Regions from separate parts of the Mus musculus genome. Here regions 1, 2 and 3 are each linked to region 4. A link is a contact called in public HiChIP or PLAC-seq and promoter capture Hi-C data. All regions are on one chromosome and are shown on one strand. The core of a region is the stretch at or near the end of the contact, and the rest is flanking DNA. Distances in the headings are between cores, read along the strand shown. Region 1 overlaps Gm33104 (predicted gene, 33104). Region 2 overlaps Gm33332 (a long non-coding RNA gene). Region 3 has its middle 46 kb from the start of Gm33104. Region 4 holds the start of Perp (PERP, TP53 apoptosis effector).

The links. Promoter capture Hi-C pulls out the DNA fragments that hold promoters and counts their contacts. HiChIP or PLAC-seq counts read pairs in DNA pulled down with a chosen protein or histone mark.
Region 1: a contact with region 4 is called in a promoter capture Hi-C map of liver, with 2.7 times the contacts expected there. The contact joins the enhancer-like site here to the promoter of Perp in region 4. A contact is called at or near these places in 4 of 39 promoter capture datasets (the C10 cell line, hippocampal neurons, liver and 1 more) and 2 of 115 datasets of contacts at active chromatin or transcription factors (microglia and pancreatic cancer cells).
Region 2: a contact with region 4 is called in an H3K4me3 HiChIP or PLAC-seq map of bone marrow-derived macrophages, with 8 times the contacts expected there. The contact joins the enhancer-like site here to the promoter of Perp in region 4. A contact is called at or near these places in 6 of 39 promoter capture datasets (the 3T3-L1 cell line, hippocampal neurons, liver and 2 more), 1 of 15 datasets of contacts at CTCF or cohesin (large pre-B cells), 7 of 484 Hi-C or Micro-C datasets (cerebellum, embryonic fibroblasts, large pre-B cells and 4 more) and 4 of 115 datasets of contacts at active chromatin or transcription factors (bone marrow-derived dendritic cells, bone marrow-derived macrophages, forebrain and 1 more).
Region 3: a contact with region 4 is called in a FOXA1 HiChIP or PLAC-seq map of pancreatic cancer cells. The contact joins the enhancer-like site here to the promoter of Perp in region 4. A contact is called at or near these places in 5 of 39 promoter capture datasets (the 3T3-L1 cell line, embryonic stem cells, hippocampal neurons and 2 more), 4 of 484 Hi-C or Micro-C datasets (cerebral cortex, group 2 innate lymphoid cells, liver and 1 more) and 2 of 115 datasets of contacts at active chromatin or transcription factors (microglia and pancreatic cancer cells).

What each region holds. Positions count from the first base shown.
Region 1 is chr10:19,488,896-19,492,571 of GRCm38.p6, reverse strand. It overlaps Gm33104 (predicted gene, 33104), which reads right to left. Exons shown (of 4, transcript NR_152784.1): 2 at 1,555-1,617. Among named protein-coding and RNA genes, the nearest start is that of Gm33104, 4.0 kb to the right of the region's middle. Within about 2 kb of position 1,836, at least 26 of the 459 cell types and tissues checked have an H3K27ac peak or open chromatin away from gene starts, as enhancers often do. A contact at or near this core is called in liver, where this site is marked.
Region 2 is chr10:19,686,372-19,689,830 of GRCm38.p6, reverse strand. The region is part of intron 1 of Gm33332 (a long non-coding RNA gene); the gene reads left to right. Among named protein-coding and RNA genes, the nearest start is that of Il20ra, 24 kb to the left of the region's middle. Within about 2 kb of position 1,925, at least 19 of the 459 cell types and tissues checked have an H3K27ac peak or open chromatin away from gene starts, as enhancers often do. A contact at or near this core is called in bone marrow-derived macrophages and regulatory T cells, where this site is marked.
Region 3 is chr10:19,530,940-19,534,301 of GRCm38.p6, reverse strand. No RefSeq gene overlaps it. Among named protein-coding and RNA genes, the nearest start is that of Gm33104, 46 kb to the right of the region's middle. Within about 2 kb of position 1,406, at least 28 of the 459 cell types and tissues checked have an H3K27ac peak or open chromatin away from gene starts, as enhancers often do. A contact at or near this core is called in liver and pancreatic cancer cells, where this site is marked.
Region 4 is chr10:18,843,322-18,846,737 of GRCm38.p6, reverse strand. Perp (PERP, TP53 apoptosis effector) reads right to left here and starts at 1,667. Exons shown (of 3, transcript NM_022032.4): 1 at 1,332-1,667. The coding sequence starts at 1,545.

The DNA of each region.
Region 1 (3,676 bases), core at 587-3,086, 650 kb before region 4:
TGTAAGAGCTTGCTGCAAACAGTAAAAAAAAAAAAAAAACCTGGAGGCCTAGCTTGTGCAGTGTCAGCGGGAAGAAAAGACTCTACAGGACATTTTGTGTGAAGGATCTGTAGTTTTGGTTAGCTGGGGATGAAGAACCATCTGTGATGAACAAGATACCAGAACTACTAAAGTAAAATCCTTGCTGGATACTCAATGCTGGTTGGCCAGAGCTGAGAATTTAGCCACGATTACGAAGAAAGCAGCATTGTTGGGGTAAAACTTTCGGGGGAAGTGTTTTCAAGAGATTCAGCACACAGAAGCTGTGTTCCAGACAAGGCCATAAGTTGGACCTTGCGCTGGTAGCTGAACTTGATAGTGCGCCAACAAGGAAACACTGCCTTGAGAGCCTCAGTCTGTTGGCTCAGTCTCAGATCTGATCTCTGGGCCAGAGCTTTTGGTCCGAATCTCAGCTCTGGTACTTGGTATTTGGTATTTGTATGGCATGAGCACGTGATAAACTTCTGTGTCCCGGTTTCCTCATTTGTAAATTTCAATTAAAAATCATAGACAATGCATCATATAAATGCACACGTGATTTTAATGTACTAGCAACAGTGTTTACACTGCAAAGGTTGTCATGGCAGCTGCTTGATCCATGTACATCGCTCAGAACGATGTAGGGTACATGCTGAGCTGCATAAAGTATTATTTTTGCTTTTGAATTTCGTCCGTTTCACATTGGGGGTGGGGACACATGTTTTTGTACTTAGGGGTTTTAACTTGGAAATCAGAAAACGGTTCTGGTTCTAAATAGCTGGAGCTAACCAACAACCTTGCGGGGGGGGGGGGGGGCGCCTCACCCCATCACAACCGCTTGAGGATGCTGCCCCCTGGTGGTCCTTCTCCGGGGCTTCTACCACTCTGTTTCAGTCATGCCAGAATTTTGTTTGTCTTCTCCTTCCTTTAATCTAAAGGTCAACCTATCAGCAGCTGCAGCATTCCCTCACAAGCGTTTCTCAAAACACAGTTTGTAAGTCGCAGATGTACATATGCATTTCCACCGTTTGGGTGGCAGCTAAACGTTATACTTTTGGTAGGAATGTTTAGAAATGGTGAGAAAATTATGTGTCCACTCAGAGCACCTATTATGTAATCTTTTTAATTGATACACTTGAAAATGAGGTAAGTACCTGAGGATTCAAGCAGAGTCCTCTTTAGTACTGATATAAGCATTCATATTTAAAAAAATCATTCTTATGGACTCTAGGATAAATGTCCTATTGCATACCAAAATATAGAGTTTAAAAATATTAACGTCATTACTTTGACAAAATTTCTCAGGATCAAAGAGATAAAAGTTACAATGTTTGCACTTATGCTGCACATGTGTACTCTGTTTGGTCCTGTTTTCACCTGGTCATCTGCAGTGCCCACCCCAGCAACCTCTATCTTATTTCTTCAGGAATTTTCCACAATAACAAACAAACAAACATAAAACAAACAAACAAAAACCATTTGTTTTCAAGAGGAACTATGCAAAACTCTTCCTTTTCGGTTCTTTTGCAAACTTACATGACCCTGGAAGGTAGCTCAAGGGCGGATCACCTCGTCTGGATCACCTCTGTTACACAATTCCTAGCACCAAAAAAGGCAACATCAGAAGATCGGTGAATACTTTTTTTTTTCCTTTTAACACATTTGCTATCGTTTCTGATGGAGAATAAAGAATGAGTCTGAAGTTGTTAGGCGCTCGCTCAGCCGGCTGGAAGCCCGACATTCTCTCTATGCTTCTGCTGCCCGGCATTGTGGACAGAACATTACTCAAACCACAGGCTCCAGACTCCCAGGTAACTGAAGCCAGCAGGAAGCTCTGTTTGATATCAAGTGTGTGCTTTATCGACCTTTTTGTTGTGATGGGAAGAAGGGAACCAGCTTTGCTTTTATCTTGCCCTGTCGTAACATTGCCCAGTAGGTGGAGGCTTTTTTGGTGCACTGTGGCCAAACTCTTTGATAGATGCTGAATTTGTGATCATAAATTTTCTATAATAATAATAATGATAATAATAATAATAATAAATCAATGTTCTTTCCATCACCGTTACTAACATAAAATCTTACACAGCCACGTGTTTTATTAAAGCGGATCTAAAATTCTGCATTCAGGAACCACCACATAGAAAATACAACTTAATTTTCTTTCCTAAGAGACAGAAGCCTGTCCGTCCAGGGACAAAGGCTTACATCTAACAAAGCAATTTTGAACTTTGGAGTCAACCATATAGACTTTGAGCTAAACACAGTCTCGGTGTCTTATTATATTAGAAATACTCCTGCAGAATAAGAAAATAAAGTGTCTTTGTTTCCTCTACAAGTACTTAGTTTTCAATGAGCAAGTTAGAGTTTTTATATTTCATTTAATGAATATGCCCCCCCAATTGTTTTGCTTTTACACATGTGATGAAGCTATATTAAATCTACCCTTTTTTTTTGTAGGATGCCCTTGTGGGTTTAGACCTGAACACAATACAGTCACTGAGCAGAGACCAGGCTTAGTGCAATCACAAGCTCACCCCAGTGTTCCTGTACCATACTCTGTGGCTCCTCGTCTACTTTGGATAGTACTTGTTCCAACTCCTTAAGAGTTCTAGTAATTTACAGAAAGAATTCTCTTCATTAAAAGATGAAATGTGCTCTGTATTTTAGCCCAATATTTAACATTTAGTAGTAGTTTTGTGATTTAAGAGTCATAGATACTTTGGATGTTAATTATTTCTTTTATACCAATCTTTAGAGACATGTGCATTTAAATATCTGATTTCCCATTCTAGAAATATCGCAATCATCTCATAATTATGAATTAATGTTCTAAGCACATTTCTGTCTGTCACTATTGCCAGAATGTTTCAAGCATGTTACTGGGAAATAACCATGCAAGGAAAGAAGACTGGCTTCCTCAGTGGAGTTCTGCTTTAAAGCGCAGCTGACACTTGGGCCTGGAAATTTCTTTGTTGTAGGCAGCTGCTCTGTGTGTACATTCTATGTGCATTCTAGGATGCTTACAGAACCCTTGGCCATGTCACACCAGATGCCAGTGACATGCTACTCCTCACTGTCTGCAGACACTGCCACATGCTCTCTGAGGCAACAACTGTCAACTTCCTAACACAACAGGTTTGTTTGTTTGTTTGGTTGGTTGGTTGGTTGGTTGGTTGGTTTCACCGTAGCCTAGAACTGGCCTAGAACTCTTGTCAATCCTCTTGCCTCAGCTTCCTGAGTGTAGCCTCTATGACCAGCATCCAAGATCAGATTAATATTTCCAGCCAGCAGTCTGCTTTTCTTCCTGTGTTGACAGGCAGAATTCTGACCCCTTTGTTTGTTTCCCATCCCAATTGCAGGATAGTCACAAGCTCTGTGTCGCCATGACTTTTCATTTCTTTTTCACCCACATGTGGTTACTCCCATCATATTATTCCCTATAAATACCCACGTTTGTGATTAACCTTTTACCACAGTGGCCAGCTAGGGATAAGCAGTGGCTAAGTGAGGTGATATAGAGAGCTTGGGGTGGAGAAACCTATGAATGGCAGACCAATGTCTGAATTCTGATGACTTCACCTGAGTGTAAGACAGTTCACCCTTGAAAGGATGGTGGCACCGGATCCACAGATATTATATATAAGGACACAAAAGTATG
Region 2 (3,459 bases), core at 676-3,175, 840 kb before region 4:
TTCTTCTCTCTCCCAAGTGTGACTGAGGCGTCCTCACTTGGGCACTTCAGTTTGTTGAGCCATTTGAGTTCTGTGGACTGTATCTTGGGTGCTCTATCCTTTTCTTTCTTCTTTTTTTCTTTTCTTTTCTTTTCTTTTCTTCTCTTTTCTTTTCTTTTCTTTTTCCTCTCCTCTCCTCTCCTCTCCTCTCCTCTCCTCTCCTCTCCTCTCCTCTCCTCTCCTCTCCTCTCCTCTCCTCTCCTCTCCTCCCCTCCCCTCCCCTCCCCTCCCCTCCCCTCCCCTCCCCTCCCCTCCCCTTCTTCCTCTCCTCTCCTCTTCTTCCTTTTCTTTTCTTTTTTTATGTTGGAGAGAATGTGGAGAAAGAGGAACACTCCTCTATTGTTGGTGGGATTGCAAACTGGTACAATCACTCTGGAAATCAATCTGGAGGTTCCTCAGAAAATTGGAAATAGATCTACCTAAAGACCCAGCTATGCCATTCTTGGGAATATACCTTAAAGATTCCACCATCATGCCACAGGGGCACGTGTTCCACTATGTTCATAGCAGCCTTATTTGTGATAGCCAGAAATTGGAGATGCCCCATGACAGAAGGATGGATACAGAAAATGTATTTCATTTACACAACGGAATACTACTCAGCTATTAAGAATGAGGACATCCTGACCTTTGCAGGCAAATGGATGGAACTAGAAAATATCATCCCGAGGGAGGTAACTCAGACCCCAAAGGACATGCATGGTATGTACTCACTAATAAGTGGATATTAGACAAAAAAAAAGGGGAACCTTTTATTCTTTTAAAAAATATTTATTTAGTTCAGAAGGACAAGCAAGCAAAATTATTGAGAATTACAAGAATTAATTTTTAAGGGGTTGTCCCATGGATCAACAGTTAAGAGTGTTTGCTGCTCTTCACCTGACCTGAGTTTGGTTTCCACAACCGTGTTCAACAGGTCGCAACCACCTGTAACTCCAGCTCTAAGGAATTCTACACCCTCTTCTGGCCTCTGAGGGCTCCTGCAATCCCTTGTGCATATACTCACACATATGTAAATTTAAAATAAAATACATTTTATACAAAAGAATGCTTTTTACAGTGAATAATGGATATCCTAGACCCATTTGCCCTTATATTATGTAGCCTATAATTCTTAATGGGGTATTTATTTATAGTTTCCTATGGTCTCAGTTCTGCTGTACACATTGCATGAGGTCACCTAGGTAACTATGGTATCTGGTGTCCCTGTAACTTACTTAGTGCCATCTTGAGATCTCAGAGCATTATGCTTTGACTTAGAATCCACTCACTGTTTTGACTTAGCTTCTCCTGTGATTCCAGCTGCCCCACTATTCAGACTCTGGGAATTAGCACAGGACTACAGGGGGAAGAGCCTGGGGTCCAGAACAAACCTCACTTTTCTAGTGAGTAAAGGTGTACTCACGTCCATCTCATGTGTTGTCTTAAGATCCGTTAAGAAACTCCACGTTAACAAGCTTTGAAAGTAGGAAGATGTCTCCATTAAAAGTATTAGTATTAAGCAAGAAGAGTAAATGGTGTTTGTTGGCTCTGTGGCACCAGGTACTTCATATGGGTGTTGCTAGGCAACAGTATGTAGTTCTTCCCACATTTAAGGGTAAGGATTCTGAGGGTGGAAGGCTGAACTTCTTGATGGAGTTGGTGGAGTTTGGATGAGTGTCCCTGAAGCACCCCTTTGTAAAGGCAGTACTGGGTGTTGCTAGGAATCTTGGGAGGTCTTTAAGTCACTAGAGGCTTGAAGTGAGCCTGTGGAATGAGGTTTCTCAGTCTTGTAAGAGTCTTGGTTTGAGATGTGGATGTTAGCTCCAAGGGCTGCTTCTGTTATGTGTGTTACTATGGGCCTGCTAGATGCTGCACTTGGTCTCTGACTCATGAGTAGCCGTGTCTGTTGTTTCCACAGAGTATTAGGACTATAATAGGATTAATATGAGGAGGAAGTGCCTGAGCCACGATTCACACCCAGCTCTTTTAATATGAAGCCCCACCTTCTTTCCATTGTACCCAAACTGACTCTCAGTTAATTGTGGTTAATCAGAAGTTTTCTGTGGTGAAATTGTCTTTCTATTCTGCTTTTCTCTCTGAGAATCACCCAGGCAGCATCGCTGAAGCTGTAGGCAAGGGACGATGACTACAGTTTATAATCCATTGGTAATAGCAGTGCAGAATTCTGTTTCTCAAGCTCACTTACAGCGAGGACTCTGGGGCATAGGAACACAGTTCACAGTTCTCTACATCTGATCTGAATCTTTAGACAGGAGAAATGGTGTGAGAGTGAGGTCCATTCCAGAAGGCTAAGACGTACAAATGATCTGAGCTGTTGATTCGGCTGAGGTAATTTGACGAGCGTGAGCTTGCACGTGGGCCTATAATAGGGTTCATCTTCATAAAACCCCAAGCTTTATGGATCTGAAAGCACTAACTCATGTCTTAGGAACACTCTGTATAGATTATTATCATTCCTGGTGTACTGCCTGCCCATCTGCTTATGGGTAGGAATTACAATCAAATGTAATGACTCTGCTCATTTCTAGGCTCAGGGAAGAAATATGAGAGTACCTGAAACCCCTTCCATTTTGTTGAAGCAGCACTTTTTTAAAAAATACTCTCCCAGCATAATAATGAAAAATGCAGTGTGACTTTGTTGGCTCCCTACTGATCAGAGTTGGAAAAATTGATGGGATGTGCCCTTTGTCACGTTGCTCTGTGAACGGTATCAGTGGCCTCAAATGCATGGCAGGACATTAGCAACACTAGAGTGGTTGCTACCTTGTGTCTTGTCCTGGCCTCTGCTTCATTTCAGTTTCCAGACTTAGCAAAATCATGGGGGAGGGGTAGATCTAACAACTCATTAGATCACCTGGTACTGCCTTGTGGTTTTATTGGTTGAAAAGGGGGCAATGGAAGACAAAATAATCAAATTTCCATACAGGGCCTTCTTCTCTGATGGTCAAATGTGGACCTTTCAGTTGCATGTAAAGAATACATTTGTAAAATTCTCTCACCTCATTCTTTTCCCCAAACAGTTTCATGTGACCTCATGATCTACCCAGGTAAAAAGTTTAGGTGGATTCCATTTAGTGTAAGAGTTACACATTTTACTCTCTCTCTCTCTCTCTCTCTCTCTCTCTCTCTCTCTCTCTCTCTCTGTGAGTGTGTGTGTGTGTGTGTCTGTCTCTCTGTCTTTTTTCTTTGTCTCTGTCTCTCAAAAATTGAATGTCCTATTGCAAACAGAGGTTAGAATACCGAGAAAATGAAAATAGCATTGTAATTTAATGCCTATTGGGTCGATCCTGTTTCATGGCAACAGATTATGACCAGAGCTACGGGCCCCTGAAAGAAAGGAATAAATCCATCATGATTCCAAAGCTAAGAATCAATCCCTAATTTTCTTTGCAAAAATTGATTGGCATCTGTGATGTG
Region 3 (3,362 bases), core at 157-2,656, 690 kb before region 4:
CTAAAAGATAACAACCACACTTGACAAAATGAAATATAACAAGGTGAAACAAAAAACTATTATATTGAGGCTGGACAAAGCAGCCAGTACAAAAGGAGGGAAAGATTCCAAGAGCAAACACAAGAATCCGAGACCCATTTGTTCTCACACTCAGAAGTCCCATAAAAACCCTAAGCTAATAGCTGTAATATATCCACAGAGAGCCTGGTGTAGAACTATATAGGCTCTTTGTGTACTGCTTCAGTCTCTATGAGTCATATTACTCTTGCTCAGTTGATCCAGAGGGCCTTGTTCTCCTGGTGTCCTCCATCCCCTCATGCCCAGTCTGGCATGACTGTATAAGGGGAGGTGTGACACAGTTCCTCCACCTGGAGCATTGCCAGGCTGTTGATCCTATGACCCCCACATGTGTACATGGTTGCTGTTGCCCCAAACTTGATCTTCTGTCTTTACTACTCTACTTTCAATCTTTCTTTTTGGGGAGTATACTCCCCCCACCCCCATTACTCAGAGCTAATCATGACATAGTAATCAAAACTGATGTGATTTTCAGGAATGAGGAATGGAGGTGGTCATGATGGATGATGGACAGGCCTTCAGGACCATGGGAAATGATCTAGACAATATAATCACAAGTGTCATAAAAGCCTACATGGTCCTTTTAGGAAATGCTTCATTACCAGACTTGGCCTTGAATGATTTCGGAATCATTGGGAAGTACATGTACCCTCTGGTTCAATGACTGCTGCACTGATCAGCCAGAACGAATTCAGAGATATCGAGGACAGAGAGTTAGAGTGATCTCAGGAAGAAAGGGTATGGATAGAAAAAATAGAAATTTATATATATTTTAGGAATATATAGTATTAGAATGAGAGTACGTGAGGTTATAGCATTGCTGCGATAAGAAAATGAAGATTAGAGACTTAAAAGATGATGTAGACGCATATAAAAAGTTAGTGCTCTGTTATTCTAGCTGATTGATGAATTGAAGATATCAATGCCTGGAAAGGTATTAGAGAGAGCTAACTGTTTTAGTGTATTACTTACATAAATTCAAAACTTGGTAAGGTATCATTTTAACTTTAGTAGTCTGTCATTTTTCTATTCTTACATGGAAGAAGTTACTAAAGGCTGCTGTCTGCTGTACCAGAAAACTGGAAGAGCTGTGCCCAGATGTCCATAAAAACAGGCTGTGGAAGGCTAAATGTGCTTTTGTTTTGTGCTTGGTTCTGCTCTAAGGAAACAGGGGGCTGGGATTATTGATCCGGGACTCATAGAGCTTATGTAAATCTATGAGTTCTCGATAATTATTAACAGTGATCAAAGCCTTGATGATGTAGCTTTAGTAAACACAAGACTGGGTTCAGACTTTCTATGTTTATTTACCCTTAAGCTTAAACTGAAATTAAATAACGAATACTGAGAATCATCAGGGACAGGAGAGGACCTGAACTAGCAGTGTGTGTCTATTACTGACTCTGAGTCATTACTGCATCAGCTCTGTTCCCATTCTTTCCTTCCTCAGGACCCTCACACTCAGGCAGGACCTCGGTACCCTCAGTTTCTTACACTCTCCACCTCCCCTTCTGTGGGGTTCTCTGAGCTGTGAGGGAAGGGATTTGACTAAAACTTCCCATTGAGAGCTGGATGTTCAAGGTCTCTCTCTGCCCAATGTCTGGCTGTGGGTCTCTGCATCTGTTCCTATCTGCCCTCAGAGGAAGCCTCTCTGATGCTGACTGGATAAGACTCTGATTTATGAGTTTAGCACAATATCATAAGGAGTAATTTTAATGATAGTTTTTTCTTCTTTTTTTAAAGACCAGTAGTGTTTGGGTATGGGTTCTGTCTCAGGGATCAAGCCTTAAGTCAATCAGACATTGTTTGGCTACTTCCACACGTTCTATGTCACCATTGTCCCAGAATGTTTTTCAGATAGGATAGACTGGAGATCAAAAGTTTTATGGACAGGTTGGTATTTAAGTTTCTCTTTTGATGACCTGCAGAGTATCTTCCCACACCAAAGATTCTTCTCACCAAAGGGAGTAGATGTGAATCCATGTAGAGCCCAGCTCAACTTCTCCATGTTTAATGAGTTGTATGGGTGTGGTTCTCAGCAATGGGGCCTGGATGTTTGAGGAGAGTTTGTCTTAGCAACAGCCTGGGTTGTTTAGGGATCTCCATGGGACCTCTTGGCCAACAACTCAATTGAAAGCAACCCAGTCCTGGTATTAGAAGCTTCAGTTGGTGACAAGAGATGGCCAGTTTGGACTCTGTCTCTTCCATCACTAAGAGACTTAGTTAGTATTAGCTTCAAGTAGAAATGATTTAATTAAAAAAAAAATCCCACTTTAGACAGTTTTACTGCAGTGGCATGCGCCAACTAATAGTGATAATACTCTCGTAAAAGAGTGGGGAAGTAATGACCTTGGTGTTCTTCCTTGGAGGCCCACCAGCTGTAGGAAAGGAACCAGGCCTTCTCACTCCTGGCCTACCCTAAGAGTACTGCAGGTGTGGGACTGCCTACCAGGAATGAGTCTCTACCCTCCTTACTTATTTAACTGCCATTCTTTCTTCAGATCAAAGTCCAAAACATCACTTCCTCAAGCTTCCTGAGCCTCCAAGGCTGGGCAAATGCCTTATTAGGTAAATAGAACACAGCACCTGACCTTTGAACTGTGAATTGCAAGTACACGAATATTTGCTCTAACTGTGTTCTGATTGCAGCCCTTGCTAATAGCCTGGGAATTCCTTGAGGGTGGGGCTCATGCATATCTGTTCCTGTTGAATTTATCTTAGTGTGTCACATACTCTAGAGGTGTTTCATCATCTATCAGCTATTTATTGAGTGATGAGTTAACAAATTAGGCTGAAAAAAGTTAAGCACCCACTCATGCTTTGTAACAGGTACCATGACAAGCTTTGATAACCTAAGTGTGTGGTGGCGGGGCAATCATGCCTTATGTAGTTTACAACAACAACAACAACAACAACATCAACAACAACAACAACAACTGTAGCACAGAGCCGGGGTTTCCACACACAGAGCTGGGAGTCCTGCCATTCTTCAGAGAGAAGCAGCTTTTAATTGACCATATTACAGAATACTTTTAAGCTGGGTGTTGAAAGAGGTGTTCAAAGCTGCCTTTGCAAACTCTTGCAGATTTGTGAGTGTGCACTTGTAATAGGAAAGAGGTAGGTTTTGCTTTTCTGGGCCACTGTCCTTGGCTTGCAAATCCCTCTGTGGAGACTTGAATGCATAATGAGTGAGTTATTTCTGAAGATTAAATGTAAGTGGATTTTTACTTTTAGATAATCCAATATAATAACTTGGTTTTTAATTGAGTGACTTCAGGGGATTA
Region 4 (3,416 bases), core at 418-2,917:
GTTAGAGCAGGCACACCCTAAAAGATGAGCTTACCCTACAAGGCAAGAAACAGGGAAATGGCACTGTGTGTGTTTCACAAGAGGGCCCTACAGGCCAAATCATGTCCCAGCAAGAATGCTGCTCCTGCCTCTGCAAGCTAACTTCTGCTACTGAGTATTCTTTGGGGCTGTATCAGCCTTGGAGTGAGCTATAATTACCAAAGTCTATTTTAAAAACCTACAAGCATACCTCTTATAGCCCCTGAAAGACTTGAGTTTGAATTCATTTTAAGAAACAGCTAGGTTATTCCAAGGCAGCACAATGCCTGTAAGAACTAAAAGATTCGAAGCAATAGAAAGTCCTGTAAGCCAAGCATTTATGCCTGTTTTTAGGTAGAGCAAAGGCCTTTTAAAACAAGCAGGAATATCTGTAGTCTTCTCCTTTTATTGCCTGCCTCCCTGTCTGAGGAAGTTCTTCCAGGGAGAAAAAGCTGATAAGGGCCAGAACCCAAACCAAACAGCGTCTGGCAGAAGTCCTGGGTGCTTTAGGAAAAGAATCAAGTTATGGTTAATCTAGAAAATGAATGAAAACAAAAAAAGTAACTTGCTTCCTTTAAAGGGGGCAAACTGACCCGTAAAGCCTGCACACTGCTCCCTACACACTGCTGGTCACTACTGTCTCCATCCTAAACAGGAGGGACACTTGCTTGAGGGAGAAAAGGCTTTTCTTGGTTTTGTTTTTTCAAAGACTACTACTAACTTGTAAATCAAGTACTTGGGGCCTTTCCCTGGCAGAGGCAAACAGAGTTCCCCTGCGATGTGTACAGAGTTTCCCTGCGATGTGTTAAAAGTGGCAACTCAACTTCAGTGAAGTGTTTACTTCTCCGATTTTAAATCAGACTCAGATAAACTTCCTTAACATTCACTTTTCAACGAAGGCCACTCCCCAGAACAAGAATGAACATGAAACAGCTCCACAGCTAAGATACTGAAATATCTATCTAAATCATAACTGCTCCTACTTGGCCTGAAAGGACTTTCTCATAAGATTAAAAAAAAAAAGTTTAAGTTAGATGAAATGAAATGAATTCACCCTGGCATATTATTTATTTTTATACGTACTTTGCAATGACTGGCATCAGTTTGCACTGGTAACTGAGAAACTTTACTTTTAAATGAGTTGGAGTCTTTCAGGGTTGAGCCTGATTCGGGTCACCCAAAACTGCTGCTTCTGAAGTTTGAACTCTAAGCGGACTTTGAAACACCCACTACCCCTGACCTTTTAAAGATCAGCTCCAGCTGCTACCACAGCTCAGGCCCCCAAGGGCTTCCCGGAGGCGGCGGCCACTCACCGTACTCCATGAGGCTCTGGCAGCCATCGTCGTAGGAGCCGCTGCCGCCGCCCTCGTCGAAACACCTCCACCAAAGCGACGATGTCTGGATGTGGTTGCTAGACTGCAGCCAGCCGCGGCCGGCCAGCGCGATGATGTCGAAGGCGATGGCGCTGAGCAGCAGCAGGGGCAGGATCCACCTGCAGCGCTCGCAGGCCAGGCCGCAGCGCAGCATGTCGTCGGTGGCGGCGGGCGCGGAGCGGAGGAACGCCGGGCAGGAGCAGCGGCCAAGAGTGGTCCTGCGAGCGCTGACACCGCGACTAAAGGAAGAGGCGGCTCCCCCGAAGACGCGGCCCCCGGGCTGGCGGCGGGGGAGCGGCGCTCCAGCCACACCTTGATTCCGGTGACTCAGAGCGCACCGCCCCGACCTGCTGGGTCACCCGGGCGGCAGAGCTCAGGCTCGCCCCGGGCTCGTCGCCAGGGTGGGCGTGCCTGTGCCTCCAGCCGCCTGCAGTCCCACCAGATTGCCGCCAGCCCAGCGCACACACCTGTGGACACTCCAGCGCCAGCCTGTGCTCTGCCCTAAATTAACACAGTGTAAGGAGCATGGCTAAGGCTACACTTGAGCTCCAAGCACCGTGCCCAGGACATCCCAATAGCCTGTGAAATAAATGATGGGCCCTAAAATGTAAGGACTTGTGGGTTCAAACCTGGGAGCGTCTGTCCCTGGCTTCCACAGGCAGATCCTACACTTCCTGCCCGGATCTACCTTTGGACCTTGGCTCTTGCTGCCATAGACACGCAAATGTTCTGTGCTCTGGTGGTTCAGGCTGGGTGACCAGCAGGTCCCAGTGGCTCACTCTAGGTTGCGGAGGCTGTCTCTTAATCCGGGTAGCTTTGGTGTTGATAACTTCAGTTCCCTTTGCCCCAGTTAGTGTGTTCCCCACACATCTACCCTTTCTATCTACTTTACACAGTTTTTGTTTTTTCAAATATAAGCACGTGTCAGCATGCACAAGCAACTGAAATCCTCCCCAAATCCTGAGCTAGCTTCTGTCCCTAAGAATCTTCACTTGTAGCAGGGAGGGTGGGGCATCAGCCAGGAGTGGCGCTGAGAGAAACAAATTCCCAGTGCCAGGTCAATGGTGGCCAGGGAGAGATCAACCAGAGCATTCACTTTTTACCCCGTGCCCCGAAATCTTCTGACACCTCATGTCAGTTTAAAGATATGGAAAGCACTCAGTGGTATTTCCTTCTTACACAAGACGCTCGCAACAGAAGTAGTTACTAGGACGCATAGACTAAGAACACTGAGAAGATCTGTCTCAGAGTCCAAAGAATATCACTACCCAGCCTTCACTTAGCAGAAACCAGTAAGCATTTCAGTCCTGAAAACCGCAGAGGCACATACACGTTGAGCAAGGTTCATTGCCCACAGGACAAGTGCGGTGCGTATGCCCTAAACGTTAGGACCTAAAGGCTTTCAAACGTAATGAAAATATTTTAGCTAGCTATGTCCTGTGTGGAAAAGTCGTATTTTTACCAATCAAATGAGTTTCCACTGGTGTCTTAATGAATAATTTTGGAATACACACACACACACGCATATATATATATGTTTATATTATGTCCTCATTCTTGTGATACAATTTCCACAGTTTTGTGGAGAGGGACTCCTTAATATCAATCTGGTCAAAGGTAATTTTGACTGTTCAGAATCTCTGAAAGAGACTATAGTAATTAATTGGTTCTGTCGGCTCAAAGGGGAATAAGATATAGTTTATTTCTCAAGGTAAAAATAACAAAAGCTAAACTAATTGATGCCTAAAGCCAAGACACCACGTGACCGGCATAAACCATAACACCAGGCAATTATTACTAGATAATTTCTTACAATCAAACGGCACATACCTAGAGCTGGGCCTGATCCTTGTTTATCAGACTCCATAAACTGATTTATAAGCGCAAAAGGCAATTGGAGGTGAACTTCACAAAATTCCTTGGTCCGTGAGAGAATGAGACCACTTCCTGGTAAGATCTTTTTCAATAGTTTAGATCTTGTTTCTTGTTTGAAATCACTCCTGATCCTACAACCTGACGCACGTG